2 separate regions of the Mus musculus genome follow, and region 1 is linked to region 2. A link is a contact called in public promoter capture Hi-C data. All regions are on one chromosome and are shown on one strand. Each heading gives the region's core, a stretch centred on a gene start, on an enhancer-like site or on the middle of the called end of the contact. The rest is flanking DNA. Distances are from core to core; before and after follow the strand shown.

The links. Promoter capture Hi-C pulls out the DNA fragments that hold promoters and counts their contacts.
Region 1: a contact with region 2 is called in a promoter capture Hi-C map of liver, with 3 times the contacts expected there. The contact joins the promoter of Syne4 here to the promoter of Rps16 in region 2. A contact is called at or near these places in 4 of 39 promoter capture datasets (cranial neural crest, hippocampal neurons and liver) and 2 of 115 datasets of contacts at active chromatin or transcription factors (astrocytes and bone marrow-derived dendritic cells).

The regions. Positions count from the first base shown.
Region 1 is chr7:30,312,527-30,316,605 of GRCm38.p6, forward strand. It overlaps Syne4 (spectrin repeat containing, nuclear envelope family member 4), which reads left to right and starts at 2,290. Exons shown (of 8, transcript NM_153577.2): 1 at 2,290-2,560; 2 at 2,736-2,874; 3 at 3,704-3,847; 4 at 4,047-4,079. The coding sequence starts at 2,433. It overlaps Alkbh6 (alkB homolog 6), which reads left to right. Exons shown (of 7, transcript NM_198027.3): 6 at 65-181; 7 at 1,393-1,777. The coding sequence ends at 1,656.
Region 2 is chr7:28,348,969-28,353,355 of GRCm38.p6, forward strand. It overlaps Rps16 (ribosomal protein S16), which reads left to right and starts at 1,721. Exons shown (of 5, transcript NM_013647.2): 1 at 1,721-1,883; 2 at 2,024-2,125; 3 at 3,209-3,305; 4 at 3,395-3,442; 5 at 3,526-3,730. The coding sequence starts at 1,836. The coding sequence ends at 3,671. It overlaps AF357399 (snoRNA AF357399), which reads left to right and starts at 2,572; the gene lies at 2,572-2,665.

The sequences.
Region 1 (4,079 bases), core at 1,040-3,539, 2.0 Mb after region 2:
CTTGGGAACTCCACTTTGACTTAGTGGAGTGGCGTAGGCTCCCTGGTGCCCCCTTCCTCCCCAGCCTCATGAAGATGGACCACTGTACTACCCAACTGTCAGCACCATCAGCCTGGGCTCCCATACTGTCCTCGATTTCTATGAACCTCGACAGCCAGACGATGATGTCCCTATGGAGCAGGTGGGTCCTGAGCTGATGCCCCGGGCATTTGGGGGCATTCTAGCGTCTGACATCCCATATGCTCCAGGACAGTCTGATCCTACCTGTATTTAGAGTATTCGTGACACCCAGACATGCTCCCCTGTCCCTTGTTGGGCATCCCTGCTTTCTCCCAGATAGCCAACCCATACCCATCCAATCTGTTTGTACGGTGCCCCAGCTGCCATGATACCCAGGGATACCGATACATACGTCGCCATGGTATTGGATGGCTAAGGCTATGGATGACCTGTGACCCTCCCTCAGACCACTTGAGCTCAACACGGTGTTCCAACAAAGTTTTTTTTAGAAACTACTGTTTACTTATTTTTGTGAACAGATGTATGTAGCCCAGGCTGGCCTCACGTTTGCCATCTTTCTGTCCCATCCTCCCAGTGCCAGCGTTGTAAGCGTGTGCCCCCGTGCCTGGCTCCAATGCATATTCTTGACATCCTCAAGATATCCCACTGTGTCATTCACTCATGTGTGCCCCTGTGTCCTCCTAGACTGTACAGGGCACCTTAATACCAGCGTCCTGAAACTCTAGTCATATGCTCTATCACCTCTAGATTCCCCTTAACCTCACACGGCTCTTTTGGGGACACCCTTATCTCTGACTGCTAGCTCTTAAGTCATGCATTCTTGATACCCCAGTGTTCATAGAGTCTTCCTCCAACTCTCCGAACACCCTGGCCAGATGTTAGCTCCACTCCCTAAAGTTCCGTCTTTTCCATCTCTTCTACCCAGGCAGGCTTGCTGTAATACCATTCCTGAGTAAAGCCTCCCTAACAGCCAGAGTCCCGGGATAGGCCATTCCCTTTAACCTCTGTATTAGAGCCTGACCCCAGCAGTGCACCCCCAGATTAGCTCTGCGTAAGTATCCCTAGGACTGCCCATGTCTGTCCCAGCCCCTCAGATGCCAGCTGAAGCTCCCACAATGTAGTAGCCCTTTATGTCTTAAAATGCAGCATAGGCCCTGTCTCCTCCCAAAGAACTGGACACACACACACACACACACACACACACACACACACACACACGGCGGGCCAATAGTCTTGTCCCCAGAACCTATAGATTACCACTCCTGAGGGCCTGCTGACCCTTGTCCCCTGACCAGCTACGGATGCCCGCTGACTTTTCACACACTCCCAAACTCTGGATATCCATTTACCATTATCAACTGATTCCCGCAGCCCAGGCCTCCTCAACGGCCCATCACCTCGCTGCTGGTGGAACCACGGAGCCTGCTGGTGCTCCGGGGCACAGCTTACACACGCCTGCTCCACGGCATCTCAGCTACCCGTGTGGATGAGCTGGACGCCACCTCGCTGCCACCCAATGCCACCGCTTGCAAGTCAGCGCTGCCCGGAGCCCACCTGGTGCGCGGCACCCGTGTCTCACTGACCATTCGCCGCGTGCCCCGTGTGCTGCGCGCCAGCCTCCTGCTGAGCAAGTGACCACCAGGTTCTAAGACCTTGGAACCCTAGGGCAGAGGTAGCTGTCCAGGGTTATTTATTTCCCCAGTAACTATGGAAACCATGGAGAAGACACCATTCCAAATAAACAGAAAATACCTTTACTCGTTTTGGATTTTTTTTTTTTTAACTAGATGGGAAGAGATACTTCAGTTTCTTTCTCTCTGCCCCCCCCTCCCCCTTCAATACTGGAGATAGAACCTAGGGCTTCTTGGATGCTAGACAAATGCTGTACCACTAAACTACAACCCAGGCAACAATTGCATTATTTTTTAGTTTTGCAATAGGGCTTCCATAAGTTGCCTAGGCTGGCCTTGAACTTGAGACCAGCTTGCCTGAGGTGACAGGCTTTAGCTGCCAGGTGCTGGGACTTTTTTTCAGTATCCTTATACCTGAGACTTTAAATGAATGGGACGGGCCCTGAGACACAGGTGTCCCTGAAGGTGACAGGATCCAAGGTCTTGAGATGGGTGACGTTTTCTCTCAAAGCCCCACGATGGCGAGCGGGTGGTATTGGAAGGTTTAGGTTCTCCTGCTGGGGAGGAAGGAGTTAAATGCCTCCGCACCTCAGCCAGGCATCAGATTTCTCTAGTCCAGGTTCTTCCAGGAAGGGGTGGAGCTAGGCTGGCCCCTGGGCCCCTCAGTAGCCTCGGACTTAGGCTGTGAGTCCTGCTGAGAAAGCATGGGGGTCTGGACTGTCTAAGAAAGCGGCTGCTGTTACTGGACATCCTCACCTGACGATCCCCAAGTGCACGGCCATGGCCCTGGTTCCACCTCTTGGCCGTGAATTCCCGCCAGAGCCTGTGAATTGTCCCCTGGCAGCTCCTAGAGAGCTGGATGTTGTCGGAGGGACCATCTGCCCTGCACCTGAGGAAGAGACAAGCAGGTGGGGACTGGGGCTTGATAGTGGTTCCGAAGGAGGGAGGGAGGGAGGGAGGGGTCTGTGGGAAGGGCCATGTGTGACTGACTGAAGAAGGACATGGAGAAAAGTGGGCATATGGTGAGGTGGAAAAGGAGACACTGTGCCTCACAGGTGGCCCATCAACCTTTCTCCTCTCTAGGCCAGAGCAGGTCCAGGCCTCCTTGGGCCTGCCTGAGCATTGCATGGGTGAACTGAAGAGCACTGAGTCTGCCACCAGCCCCTCAAGACTCCCCCTGGCCTCTTCCCATGAGCATCAAGACGGGGGCAAGCCCTGTGAGGTGAGCTGAGCACACCCTCTGTTCCAGTCCCACTTCCTGTCTGTCCCCCGGAATCTGCCCCTTGCTCAGATGATATGATTCTGGGGGGTGCTGTGGAGGAAGGGACACCGTAAGGACATCTGGTTGCCAATCAGTATTTCACTTATTTTTAATCGTTTTGTGTATTTACTCTGTGTGCCTAAGTGTGAGCAGGGATACAGGCACATCATGCGTGCCGGTGCCAGTGTCTCTCAGTCACTTTCCACTATGTGACAGAGTCTCCCATTGAACCTGGCTAGGGTGGCTGGTGAGTGAGCGCCACGAATCTGCCTCCAGTCACTGACCAGCCGGTGCCACATGCTTGGTTCTTTGAGCACTTGCTTGTACAGCAAACATTTTATCAACTGAGCCATCTCCCCGGTTCCCCCGACCTCCTTATTTGAGATATGCTTTCACTGTGTAGCTCAGGCTGCCCTTGAACTTTCAGTTCTCTTGCCTCAGAGAACTGGAGTTACATTTTATCATCTCCAAGCTGGACATATTTCCACGTTTTACCAAGTAGGAAATGAGAATTTTATTAATAACCCCATTCCTTTTGGGGGTACTCTGCTCCATTATCCTTCCTAGTTTAGACCCATATAAAGACCTTTCTAGAAGGCTCGGGAACCTGGAAATCTTAAATTAGATGTCTTCAGCCTTGGTGTAAAGGGCTGCCAAGTGGGAGCAGCCCAAATGTTGGTTCTCGAATGGGTGTGGCTTCAGAGAAACATCCACAAGGCAGCAGCCTGCTTGGGAGTAGGGGTAGTGTCTTGGCCCATTGGCCCTGATTTTGGTCCCCTGGAATCTCCAGCACTCTGACTCTGGTTTGGAAGTACTAGAAGCTGAACAGGACAGTCTACATCTTTGTCTGTTGAGGTTGAACTTCCGGCTGCAGGACCTGGAACGAGGCCTTGGGTCTTGGACGCTGGCCCACAACAGGATTGTCCAGATGCAGGTAGGCAGTGGGAGGCCAGGTTATAGGGGAGTGGGTAGAGTCCTTGGTATGGGTGTAAGCTTTCTTGAATAGAAAGTGGGTTTATTGCATATTCTGACTTCTGCACAGGACATGAAAGACAAAATAACTCCAGGTTCTGGGGTGGGGGTGGGGTCTGGTATCACTGTCGTATGTGAGAGTGTCTAGCCATGTGTTCCAGGCCCTGCAGGCAGAGCTACGAGGGGCCGCTGAG
Region 2 (4,387 bases), core at 471-2,970:
ACTGTAATCAACATGATTATCACTTATGTGTCTGAAAGACGTTTATCTGCTGAAGATTGTGGTAGTGGGTCAGAAATCCAGAACATCAGCCCTACTGTTTCCTGTGAGCGTGTTCAAGCATGCATAACTGCTTGCACACAGAGCCCAGTGGTTTTCCCCTAACTTCCCAGCTCCAAGAAGGAGTTACCACTGCCAAGGCATGGTCACGCCAGTGTGGACAGTGCTATGCTTTGGTTTGGGCTGGCCTGGAGCACTGACCTTTAATCCAGAGATCCACTGTGTGTCTTCCATCTTATTACATTCAAGTGTGTGTCTGTGTATGCGCGTGCACATGTGGAGCTTGGAAGACAGCCTGCAGGAGTTTGTTCTCTCCTTCTACTCTGTGAGTCCCAGGAACCAAACTCGGGCCCTCAGGCTTGGGCATTTCGCTAGCTAGTTTCTTTTCTTTCTGAAGCAGGGTCACATGTAGCCCAGGCTGGCCAGATATTCATAATGAGGAGAGGATGGCGTCGGGATTCCTCCTGACCCTTCCTCCTCCTTCCAAGTGTTAGTGTTACAGGTGCACATGACCATACCTAGTCTTTTTGTTGACAACTCTGCCTTCCAAATGTCTCCACATCCCTTAATGTCCTCCACACCCTGTGCTGCAAGAGAAACTGAGGCAATCCTGAGAAGCTGTTGCCCAGTGACTTAGAACAATTCTGGGGTGGGTACTATGGAAAAGTTAAAAGCTGGTTTTCCTCAGGTTGGTAGGCTGGAGAATTCTGTGGAGTAAACACATAGAGCGGAGGGTTTAGAGGAGCATTACGGTCACTTGGAAGTTGGAAAGATGGTGGTTAAAAGCACTAACTGCTTTTCCTAGAGAGGACCTGAGTTTGGTTACAGGTACACAAGTTGGGTGTGGCTCAGACACCCTGTAACTACATTTCCAAGGAGATTGGAGGCCTCCCTCGGGAACCTGCCCTCGAAAAAAGTATTAAATCTTAAAACAAGGCTACTTGGAGGATTCTGGATAATGATCTAAGATAACTGCCCTGAAGACAGGTCCTGAGGGTAGTTCTCTAGGGGAGGGTCAAGCTGGGAGAACAATGTCCCTGGAGCAGTTGCTGGGGAGAGGAGCCACCAAAGAGGTAGTTAATTTTGGCAGCGAAAGCAGGCGAAGGCCCGAGTCTGTGAGGAAAAAAAACGTATATAAGGCACAACCAGAAGGCAAGAGAAGTTTATTTAGGAGAGCGCTGGAAAGGGCTTTTAAGGGGTCAGGTTTCCTGGGAAGAAGAGGAAGGCAATTCTGGTGAAAGGCTGATTCGCGACGGGGGATCGTAAGGGCTAGGAAAGAGGGTTCTGGAGGCAAGATTCTGAAAAGCCAGCTTGACTTAGCATAGTGGATGCGGGAAGACTCCGATGGGATGGGGATCCTGGGAAAGGGTGGGAGGAAGAGGGTGAGAATCGGCCTGGAGAAGCGCCGAAGGAGAGCATCGAAGAGCAGGAATGTCTATAAGAACTGGCCGAAAGTCAAGACCAAGGCTGCGGAAAAGCAATGGAAAAAGGAGGCCAGCCCCATCTTCCGAGTTCTGGACGGAGTCCCCACCCTCCGGGTCCCGCACAGCTCCGCCCCTTCCCCTCCGACACCGCCCCCTCCCTTGCCTGAAGGCGTTCCCGCCGCAATTCACACGTCCCCTCTCAGGCTTCGACGTCAGCCGTAAAGCCCGCTTCTGTCGTGACGTAGCACTCAATGCGCCTGCGCAGACCCTGAAAAATCGGCTGGGTTGGCCCCGCGCTTCCCTTTTCCGGTCGCGGCGCTGCGCGGTGTGGAGCTCGTGCTTGTGCTCGGAGCTATGCCGTCCAAGGGTCCGCTGCAGTCCGTGCAGGTCTTCGGACGCAAGGTGTGCCAGGGGCGGCATAGAAAGAGGTGGGGGTGGGGAGGGGGGTGAGAAGGCCCTGGCTGGGTGACATGATGAGCTGGGGCCCGCTGAGCCAGGGTCCCGCGCTCACACGGCCCCGCCGTCTCCCTCGCCCTTCACAGAAAACAGCCACGGCTGTGGCCCACTGCAAACGGGGAAATGGGCTCATCAAGGTGAACGGACGTCCCCTGGAGATGATCGAGCCGCGCACGCTGCAGTACAAGGTGTTGGGGTCGGGCATGGGCGTCCGGGTGGCGAGACGGAAGGGAAGGCCCCGGGATGATAGGGAGTTGAGGTGGGGGAAGGAGGATGGCTTACCTCGCGGTAGACCTTAACCTGGGCTCGGGAAAGATGAAGTCGGAGCTGGTAAAATACATGAAAACGTGGCCTATTCTATAACCTCGAAGCTCTCCAGATGCGAGGGGCCCGTGGCCAGGAGAATAGCACAGTGTATCCGACCTAATTGACGATTTCTGGTCTAGAAGTATGAGTTTACAGCTCATGTGTATACTCCTAGCTCCTTGGAGGATAGCATACTACGAGTTACGAATCCAAAGCGCCGCCGTTTAGGTCAGCATGGGGCTACAACGTGGAACCTTGAAAAATACAATAGGAGTCCTCTGAAGTCTAACATTGGTAGCACTTGTATGGGTTTTTGTTGAACTAGTGGGCAAAAACTGGAAAACAAGTGCAAGAACAAATCCTCTTTTGCAACCCAGAACTCATTGTTGTATGAGTTTTGGTACATGTAAGAAGGAATATCATACCTTGCAGACAATGCATTCTAATGGTAGTGTTGATGTTAATGCCACTAGACCCCCGTGCTTAGTCTAATCCAAGTCTGTCAGGTGACTAAAAAGGACAGTCTGTCAGTTTATTTGAACGATTGGTGTGTGTACCCTGTGTTGTGAATTGGGCCAACACCAGTGATGGAGGTGGCTCTAGGCCTGCCACTCGGGGAGCTTCTGGATAGACTGGTCCTAGGTATTGGACAAATTTGATCCAAAGAGAAGATGGAATGACCACTGTGAGAACAGTGGACCTGTCTGACCTTGCTTCCTGTTTGGGGAAGTTCATAGTTGCCTGTCACTCCATGATTCCAGCTCCTCGGTGTCTCAGGCCCTCTTCTGGTCTCTATGGGCACATATACATGGGACTCTGAGGGGCACAGGGATCCTAGGATAGGCTGCCTCCTTGATTCTGGTGATGGTGGGAACCACACAAAGGGAGATGATGAATGTCCATGGAGAGTGGTTAAGTCAGGGTATGACTTAACTCCCTAACCCCATATTTTCCCATTTCTCTAGTTACTGGAGCCTGTTTTGCTTCTGGGCAAGGAGCGATTTGCTGGTGTGGATATTCGGGTCCGTGTGAAGGGTGGTGGACATGTGGCCCAAATTTATGGTAAGTCTCAGGATCTAAGCCTATGGGTGTGAGGCAGCTCCTGGAAGGACTGGGTCTTCACTAAGCTTTTTGGTCATTGTGTCTTGCAGCCATCCGACAGTCCATCTCAAAGGCCCTGGTAGCTTATTACCAAAAATGTGAGTGAGAGCTGGTCTTTCATTTCATGGCGGGTGGGCTATGTGGTAGGACCAAACTAAAGGTCTTGTCTATTAATCTCCAGATGTGGATGAAGCCTCCAAGAAGGAGATCAAAGATATCCTCATCCAATACGATCGGACCCTGCTTGTAGCTGACCCCCGTCGCTGCGAATCCAAAAAGTTTGGAGGTCCTGGTGCCCGTGCCCGATACCAGAAATCCTACCGATAAGCCCATCTCAAGGATCGGGGTTTACCTTTGTAATAAACATCCTAGGATTTTAACGTTCCTGTTTTTGTGTTGGTCTCTTTTTGTAGTATTAGTGTGGTTGGACAGTGCAAGAAACTCCCTTAGTAAGTGGCACTAAGGAGTAATGGCTGCCTTCCAGAGCATTTGAGCTCTGTTTTTGTGTGTATACGCTTGCTTGCTTATTTATTTATTTATTTTTACTTTTTTGTTTGTTTTTTTTTTTGTTTTTCGAGACAGGGTTTCTCTGTGTAGCCCTGACTGTCCTGGAACTCACTTTGTAGACCAGGCTGGCCTTGAACTCAGAAATCCATCTGCCTCTGCCTCCGGAGTGCTGGGATAAAAGGTGTACGCCACCATGCCTGGCCCCTATTTTTTTTTTTAAAGACCTGGTTTTTCTTGGCCCCTGGCTATCCTAGAACTCAACTATATCGACTCCAGAGCTGTGCCTCCTTCTGATTCACGAGTGCTGGGAATAAAGGCGTGGACCACCACATTTAATCCTCTCTGGCCTTTATGGTTTGTAGAGATGGCAGGTAGAAGGCTTAGTTTGTTTCCCTTGGGTGGAATGCATGGTGGGCAGAGCCTGGGTTTTTATGTTTATGGGTGTATGTAAGTGCATGTAGACATCAGAGGGCCATCTTGGATGTTCAAATGCTGCCCACCTTAAATTTTGTTGAAAGATTCTTTGTTACTTATGT